2 separate regions of the Canis lupus genome follow, and region 2 is linked to region 1. The links are chromatin contacts, called in public Hi-C maps. All regions are on one chromosome and are shown on one strand. The core of a region is the stretch at or near the end of the contact, and the rest is flanking DNA. Distances in the headings are between cores, read along the strand shown. Region 1 has its middle 22 kb from the start of TRIO. Region 2 has its middle 24 kb from the start of DNAH5.

Evidence for each region. Hi-C and Micro-C count contacts between places; a contact is called where the count stands out from the background.
Region 2: a contact with region 1 is called in a Hi-C map of skin fibroblasts, with 1.8 times the contacts expected there. The contact joins two enhancer-like sites. A contact is called at or near these places in 2 of 9 Hi-C or Micro-C datasets (skin fibroblasts and tumor fibroblasts).

The regions. Positions count from the first base shown.
Region 1 is chr34:809,601-812,704 of UU_Cfam_GSD_1.0, reverse strand. No RefSeq gene overlaps it. Among named protein-coding and RNA genes, the nearest start is that of TRIO, 22 kb to the right of the region's middle. Within about 2 kb of position 1,749, at least 12 of the 20 cell types and tissues checked have an H3K27ac peak or open chromatin away from gene starts, as enhancers often do.
Region 2 is chr34:878,313-881,637 of UU_Cfam_GSD_1.0, reverse strand. No RefSeq gene overlaps it. Among named protein-coding and RNA genes, the nearest start is that of DNAH5, 24 kb to the left of the region's middle. Within about 2 kb of position 1,412, at least 2 of the 20 cell types and tissues checked have an H3K27ac peak or open chromatin away from gene starts, as enhancers often do.

The DNA of each region.
Region 1 (3,104 bases), core at 500-2,999:
CAGGAGGCCTCCAGAGGAAGAATTCTCGGAATTTGATCTTCACCTCCGTCCGACCGGCCCACACCTTCGTCCTCCGTCTCGGGCGGGCGGGCGGGCGCTCCGCGGCTCGGGGGACCGGGACCGGGACCGGGCTGCGGCCGCGCCCTGCCGTTCCGCGCGCCCCGCCGAGGCCTCCGCCGACCCCGGAGAGGCCCCAGGCCTGGTTGCTACTGGCTTTTCAGAAGCCCTTCAAGGCCGCAGACATCTGTTAGACACCACCGGAGGCAAGGACAGCTGGGAAAGCCCACAAGGAAGGAAAGCCCACTGCGAAAGGAGCTGCCTCCGGGTCCTCCGAGAGCCAGAGTTGGCCATTGTTCGGGACAAAGGGCTCACGCTGCTGATGGGGCTCGGTCTGGGCCCGTGGCGGAGCTCTGGGGGAGGCACACAGAAGGCCTTGTCCCCGCGGGGGGCTGCCGGGCCGAGGGAGCGGGGAGCAGCGCGGGGAGCAGCGCGGGGAGCAGCGGGGGGAGCAGCGCGGGGAGCAGCGCGGGGAGCAGCGGGGGGAGCAGCCCGGGGAGCAGCGCGGGGAGCAGCGGGGGGAGCAGCCCGGGGAGCAGCGCGGGGAGCAGCGGGGGGAGCAGCGGGGGGAGCAGCGGGGGGAGCAGCGCGGGGAGCAGCGGGGGGAGCAGCGCGGGGAGCAGCGCGGGGAGCAGCGGGGGGAGCAGCGCGGGGAGCAGCGCGGGGAGCAGCGGGGGAGCAGCGCGGGGAGCAGCGGGGGGAGCAGCGCGGGGAGCAGCGGGGGGAGCAGCGCGGGGAGCAGCGGGGAGCAGCGGGGGGAGCAGCGGGGGAGCGGGGGAGCCGTGGGGAGCAGCGCGGGGAAGGCAGGCGGGGGAGCAGCAGCGGGGGAGCAGCGGGGGGAGGCAGCGGGAGCAAGGCGGTAGCACGCGGGGAGGCACGGGGGAGCAGCGCGGGGGGCAGCGCGGGGGGCAGGCGCGGGGGAGCAGCGCGGGGAGCAGCGGGGGAGCAGCGGCGGGGAGCAGCGGGGGGAGCAGCCGGGGGGAGCAGAGCGGGGAGCAGCGGGGGGGCAGCGCGGGGGCAGCGCGGGGAGGCAGGCGGGGGGGAGCAGCGCGGGGGCAGCGCGGGGGGGCAGCGCGGGGGAGCAGCGGGGGGGAAGCAGCGGGGGGAGCACGGCGGGGAGCAGCGGGGGGAGCAGCGGGGAGAGCAGCGCGGGAGAGCAGCGGGGAGCAGCGCGGGGCGCGGGGGAGCAGCGCGGGGAGCAGCGCGGGGAGCAGCGCGGGGAGCAGCGGGGGGAGCAGCGCGGGGAGCAGCGGGGGAGCAGCGCGGGGAGCAGCGGGGGGAGCAGCGGGGGAGCAGCGGGGGGAGCAGCGCGGGGGGCAGCGCGGGGGGCAGCGGGGGGAGCAGCGAGCTTGCTGCCGGGGGGGGGGGGGGGGGGGGGGGGGGCCGGGCCGGGGCTCTGTCCGGGAGGGGGTGGGCCGCAGGCGGCCGCGGCAGGCGTGACGGCGGCGCTCGCTCCGGCAGCTCCTCCCCCCAGGGTCGCGTTCACCCCGCCGCGACCAGGAAAGCGCGGGGAGGGCTGCAGCAGCCACCGCACACGCACGCGGTCCCCGGCTGGATGAGTAAGCGCAAAGTCTGGCTGTTTTTATCCATCGCCACCCCCATCACCACGCTGCAAGGCCCAGAGAAGGAGATTCCAAGTACAGGACTTGGGGCCCCCGGGGGGGCGGTGCTCAGCCGGTGAGCATCTGCCTTGGGCCCAGGGCGTGACCCCGGGCCCGGGGATCAAGTCCCGCGTCGGGCTCCCAGCGGGGAGCCTGCCTCTCCCTCTGCCTGGATCTCGGCCTGTCTCAGGGTCTCTCATGAGTAAATAAACAAAATCCTTTACAAAATAAAAATCAAAAAATTAAAGTATATGAACTGTTTAAAACCGGGTGCGGGGCAGCCCCGGTGGCGCAGCGGTTTAGCGCCGCCTGCAGCCCAGGGCGTGATCCTGGAGACCAGGGATCGAGTCCCACATTGGGCTCCCGGCATGGAGCCTGCTTCTCCCTCTGCCTGTGTCTCTGCCTCTCTCTCTCTCTGTGTCTCTATGAATAAATAAATAAAATCTTAAAAAAAAATAAATAAACTTGTTAAAAAAAAAAACAAAAAACGGGTGCGCGCTTTCCTGGCCCAGCGCCCTGTCACTGCCTGGGCGGGTGGGAGACGCCCCGCGAGCGCTCGGCCGCTCGGCCCAGGAGACCGGGGGCAGCCGCGCCTGGACGCTCCTCCCACGCAGCAGCCGCAGCCGCCTGCAGCTTTCTCCTAACAGTTTCCGCCGCTCATCAGAAACCTGCACCTGACAGGCGCACGACAGGTGGTCCGGTCCCTGAAGTGGGCCACTGGGGGCGAAGGGTCAGGCCTAGATGGTGGCACGGACAGACGTCCAGTTAGCGCTCGCCAGCATTGAACCGGGGAATGACTTCACGCTGCATGGGCTCAGCCTGATGCTTTTTATTTCACTCAGGGCTGGGGGAGGGGAAGGTTAAGAAAGAAAGAAAAGAAAGAAAGAAAAAGAAAGAAAGAAAAGAAAGAAATAAAGAAAAAGAAAGAAAGAAAGAAAGAAAGAAAAAGAAAGAGAGAGAGAAAGAAAAAGGGAGGGAGGGAGGGAGGGGAGGGAGGGAGGAAAAGAAAGAAAAAGAGAAAAAAACAAATCCTAAGAAGAGTCCAGGGAAACTGAGTTAAGACCAAGCTAACACACAGACCTTTGCTCTACCACCACAGCTGGAATTCTAGGGCTAACACACCTTAACAGTTCTTCAGTCAAAGACAGGCCTGAAGGACATTATAATACGGGTCTAATTTGCAGGCCTAAGATCCATGGGGGAAAGAATGTCGCTAATGCTGGTTTCCCTGAGGCCATGGCTGTAGGCTGGTGTGCGCTGTGAGAGGTAAGGGGCAGAGCTGGCTATCTAGAATGTAGTAAATTAGGACATTTAGCCATGGAAGAGTCTTGGCAAATGTCTTGATATATAGGGCTGATATATGGAAAGCATGCTCTGGTGAAGCTTTATGTGTTATTAAAATAGTGACATATTTTTACAGTGGTTGACAAAAGGCTGCTGATCCAA
Region 2 (3,325 bases), core at 163-2,662, 69 kb before region 1:
CAGGTATCTATTTCCCTTGAATCTGGCTGGCCTGTAATTGCACCGGACACTGGAACACATGGAAAGCGATGCTGTTTGACTTCCAAAAGTAGGCAGGCTCCAGGAAGCTTGATATTTGCACCTGGGTCTCTGGGGGCACCAAGCCACCATGCTGGAGGGTCACGTTTTGGCACTCCAGTCCACAGTCCCAACTGAGCCCCGTCCGCCAGCTGTCCCCACTGAGGTACCAGACTCATAAGTAAAGTTGCCTTGGACCTTCCAGCTCAGCCCACTGACCACCTGATTGCCACCACATAGAACAAGGGCACAGATGAGCTCTGCCCAAATTCTTCACCCACAAAATCACAAGGCATAATGAAAAGGGCTGCCATTTGAGCCAGTGTGTGTTGTGTACTTTGGTACACAGCAAAGGATAACTAGAGCATACCACAGACTCATTCTGTCATTTCCTTCTCTTCATGATGCCAAACACACAGCCCAGGGCCAGGGTCATCAACAGTCCTAATCAAATAAACAATCTCTCCAGTCTCTGACATGACAGCCCCCCGGTCCCCCACACAAAGGTGCCCGCATGTTTGTATTTCAGGCAAATAGCTCTGCAATAGACCTAACTGGAATGTCACCCATAAAACAATTCTACCTTTGAGAGTTGCCAAACGCTGATAAAAAGGCAATGAAGGCAATGTCTGTGAGAGCACAGCCCGACACAGGGAGGACTGACATTCTATGGTAATTGCACCGCTCCCATTTTTGACACCCAACAGCTTTTTCACTGTTCAACTCAAAGCTGAAAAGGAAACAAGAGATAACATCTGTTTTCTCCACTGTCCTGACACGCATTTAATAACACTCAGATGCCCAACCCAAGTTCTTGTCGCACACGTAATTTCTCACATGATGTGTCATTACCTTCTGATGATGCTAAGATGCAAATGGCACTATCTATAGGTCAGCTTACACTTACAGCGCCGGCCAGGAATTCCGAGTCGCTAAGGGGGCAGGTGGGGGCTGGCTGGAACCTCAGTGAACAACACAGTTACCCGTACGGTGCAACTGGCCGAGCGCACAGGCTACAGCTGCGGGCAAAGGCACCCACAGCATTTCTGACCCGGCAAATCCTGCTGGTGATGTCAGATCTCGTTCTTAAACAAAAGTGAGATGTGAGAAAGTGACAAATTACATGACTGTTGGAAGCTGTTTTTCCCTGTTTCGGGAACTGTTTTCTTAGATGACTGCGTTTTCCACACTTCTGGATTTCCCTCTAGTCTTTGAAAATCATCTTTTCTTTACAAGCTTTTATAAAACCTACCAGTTGGCTCCCTGAGTTCTTGGTTATCTCACCACCCTGTCATGCAAGTCACCGAGCAGGGAAAATGACTCATGGGCTCAAAGAAAACCTAACTCATTGAATCAGGAGTTGGAAAAGCAGCTCAGTGAGTCATTGTGTCCTTCACCGCCTTAGACAGCACCACACCTAGCCCACTCCAGCCAGAAAGGAGGAATCATTTTTAATAAGCTGCCGGAGAAGGATTATTTACAATAATAAATCCTATTTCTACAAATATCTCTATTCCCGAAGCAACAACAAAGATGGTCCAAAATTGAAGCCCAAAGTACAAGCTGAAGCCTCGAGCTATGCAAAGCCAGGAGCCCAGGTAATCCAGAGCTTTGTGCAAATTATAGGGTGGCCTCTTAGGGCAAAGGAATTAGGAAAAAGCACCCCTTAGGGCAGAAGCTGCCCCGAGTCTGTGTGCCAAGCTGCATGAGCTGAGCAGATGGGTCCAGTCCCCACTCACTCCGGCCCACGGTTCTGGACCTGAGAAGAAGTGAATGAACCATGGATGCTTCCCTGCCCCCTCTTCCTGGTAGAATCTGAATCTTCTACTTTCACTCCCATTATTTCTTGCTGACACTTGGCAACACTTTTTTTTTTAATTATCTGTCACCCTGTAATAAATCTGTGGGATAACAGGCAATGTATCTTCATCCCACTGGATACCTGGCAGGTGCTCAAAAACCACTCATTAAAGGAATGAACCACTCTGGGAGAGAATGAACACAGCCTTCCAACACTAACGTCTAATTTTTTCCTCTCTTTAAACTGAAAGGAAGAGTATGACCTCACCTCCCCTGCGGGAAAACAACCAACCAGTACACATTTTGCTCTCCAAAGCAGAATTCTAGGCTTTTTTTTTTTTTTTAAGCAGAATTCTAGGCTATTTTTTTCTAGGCTATTTTAAATTCTTTTTTTTAATAATAAATTTATTTTTATTGGTGTTATATTTGCCAACATACAGAATAACACCCAGTGCTCATCCCGTCAAGTGCCTCCCTCAGTGCCTGTCACCCATTCACCCCCACCCCTGCCCTCCTCCCCTTCCACCACCCCTAGTTCGTTTCCCAGAGTTAGGAGTCTTCATGTTCTGTCTCCCTTTCTGATATTTCCTACCCATTTCTTCTCCCTTCCCTTCTATTCCCTTTCACTATTATTTATATTCTTAAAGGGAAATTCTTGAACACATGGACTATGTGCCTACAAGATCTGAATCCCTTGTAGGCACCATGTTCCTTCTACTCTACTGCTATTTGGATGCCATTTGAGAGCTCTCTCTCTCACTGAGTAGCACATTAAGACTAGGGGTGTGTGGGTGGCTCAGTGGTTGAGCGTCTGCTTTTGGCTCAGGGCATGATCCCGGAGTCCTGGGATCGAGTCCCACATCGGGCTCCCCACAGGGAGCCTGCTTCTCCCTCTGCCTGTGTCTCTGCCTCTCTCTCTGTGTCTGTCTCTCATGAATAAATAAATAAAATCTTAAAAAAAAAAAAAAAGACTAGACCATGAAGGAGAGGGGAGCATCCATTCTATTCCCTAGTGGTCACAGCTGTGATTGCTCTTGAGGACATTAGAATCAGAACACAGTCACCAAAAACCACTTGCCCAGGGCAGGCCTTCCCAGTCACTCCCCACCCAGCCTGGCATTGTCAGCATCCTAACTGGCCACAGAGACAGCTTCCAAATGACTCTCTCACTTTGATATGTCAACGGTCAAGCCAGAGGTCAGAAACTGAGGGCTAGTTTGTTTGGTTCATGTCACATCTTTTGTTATTGATTGTTGTAGACATTTGAAATTAAGTGTAGGACTCCATTTATAATGAAGGGCCCAGAATAGGTAAATCCATAGATATGGAACACAGACTGGTGGCAACCACGGGTTGGGGGTGACTACTTAATGAGTGTGGGATTTCCTTTTTGGATGATGAAAATGCTTTGGAACTAGATAGAGGTGGTGGTCACACAATGCTGGGAATGGACTAAATGCCACTGAAT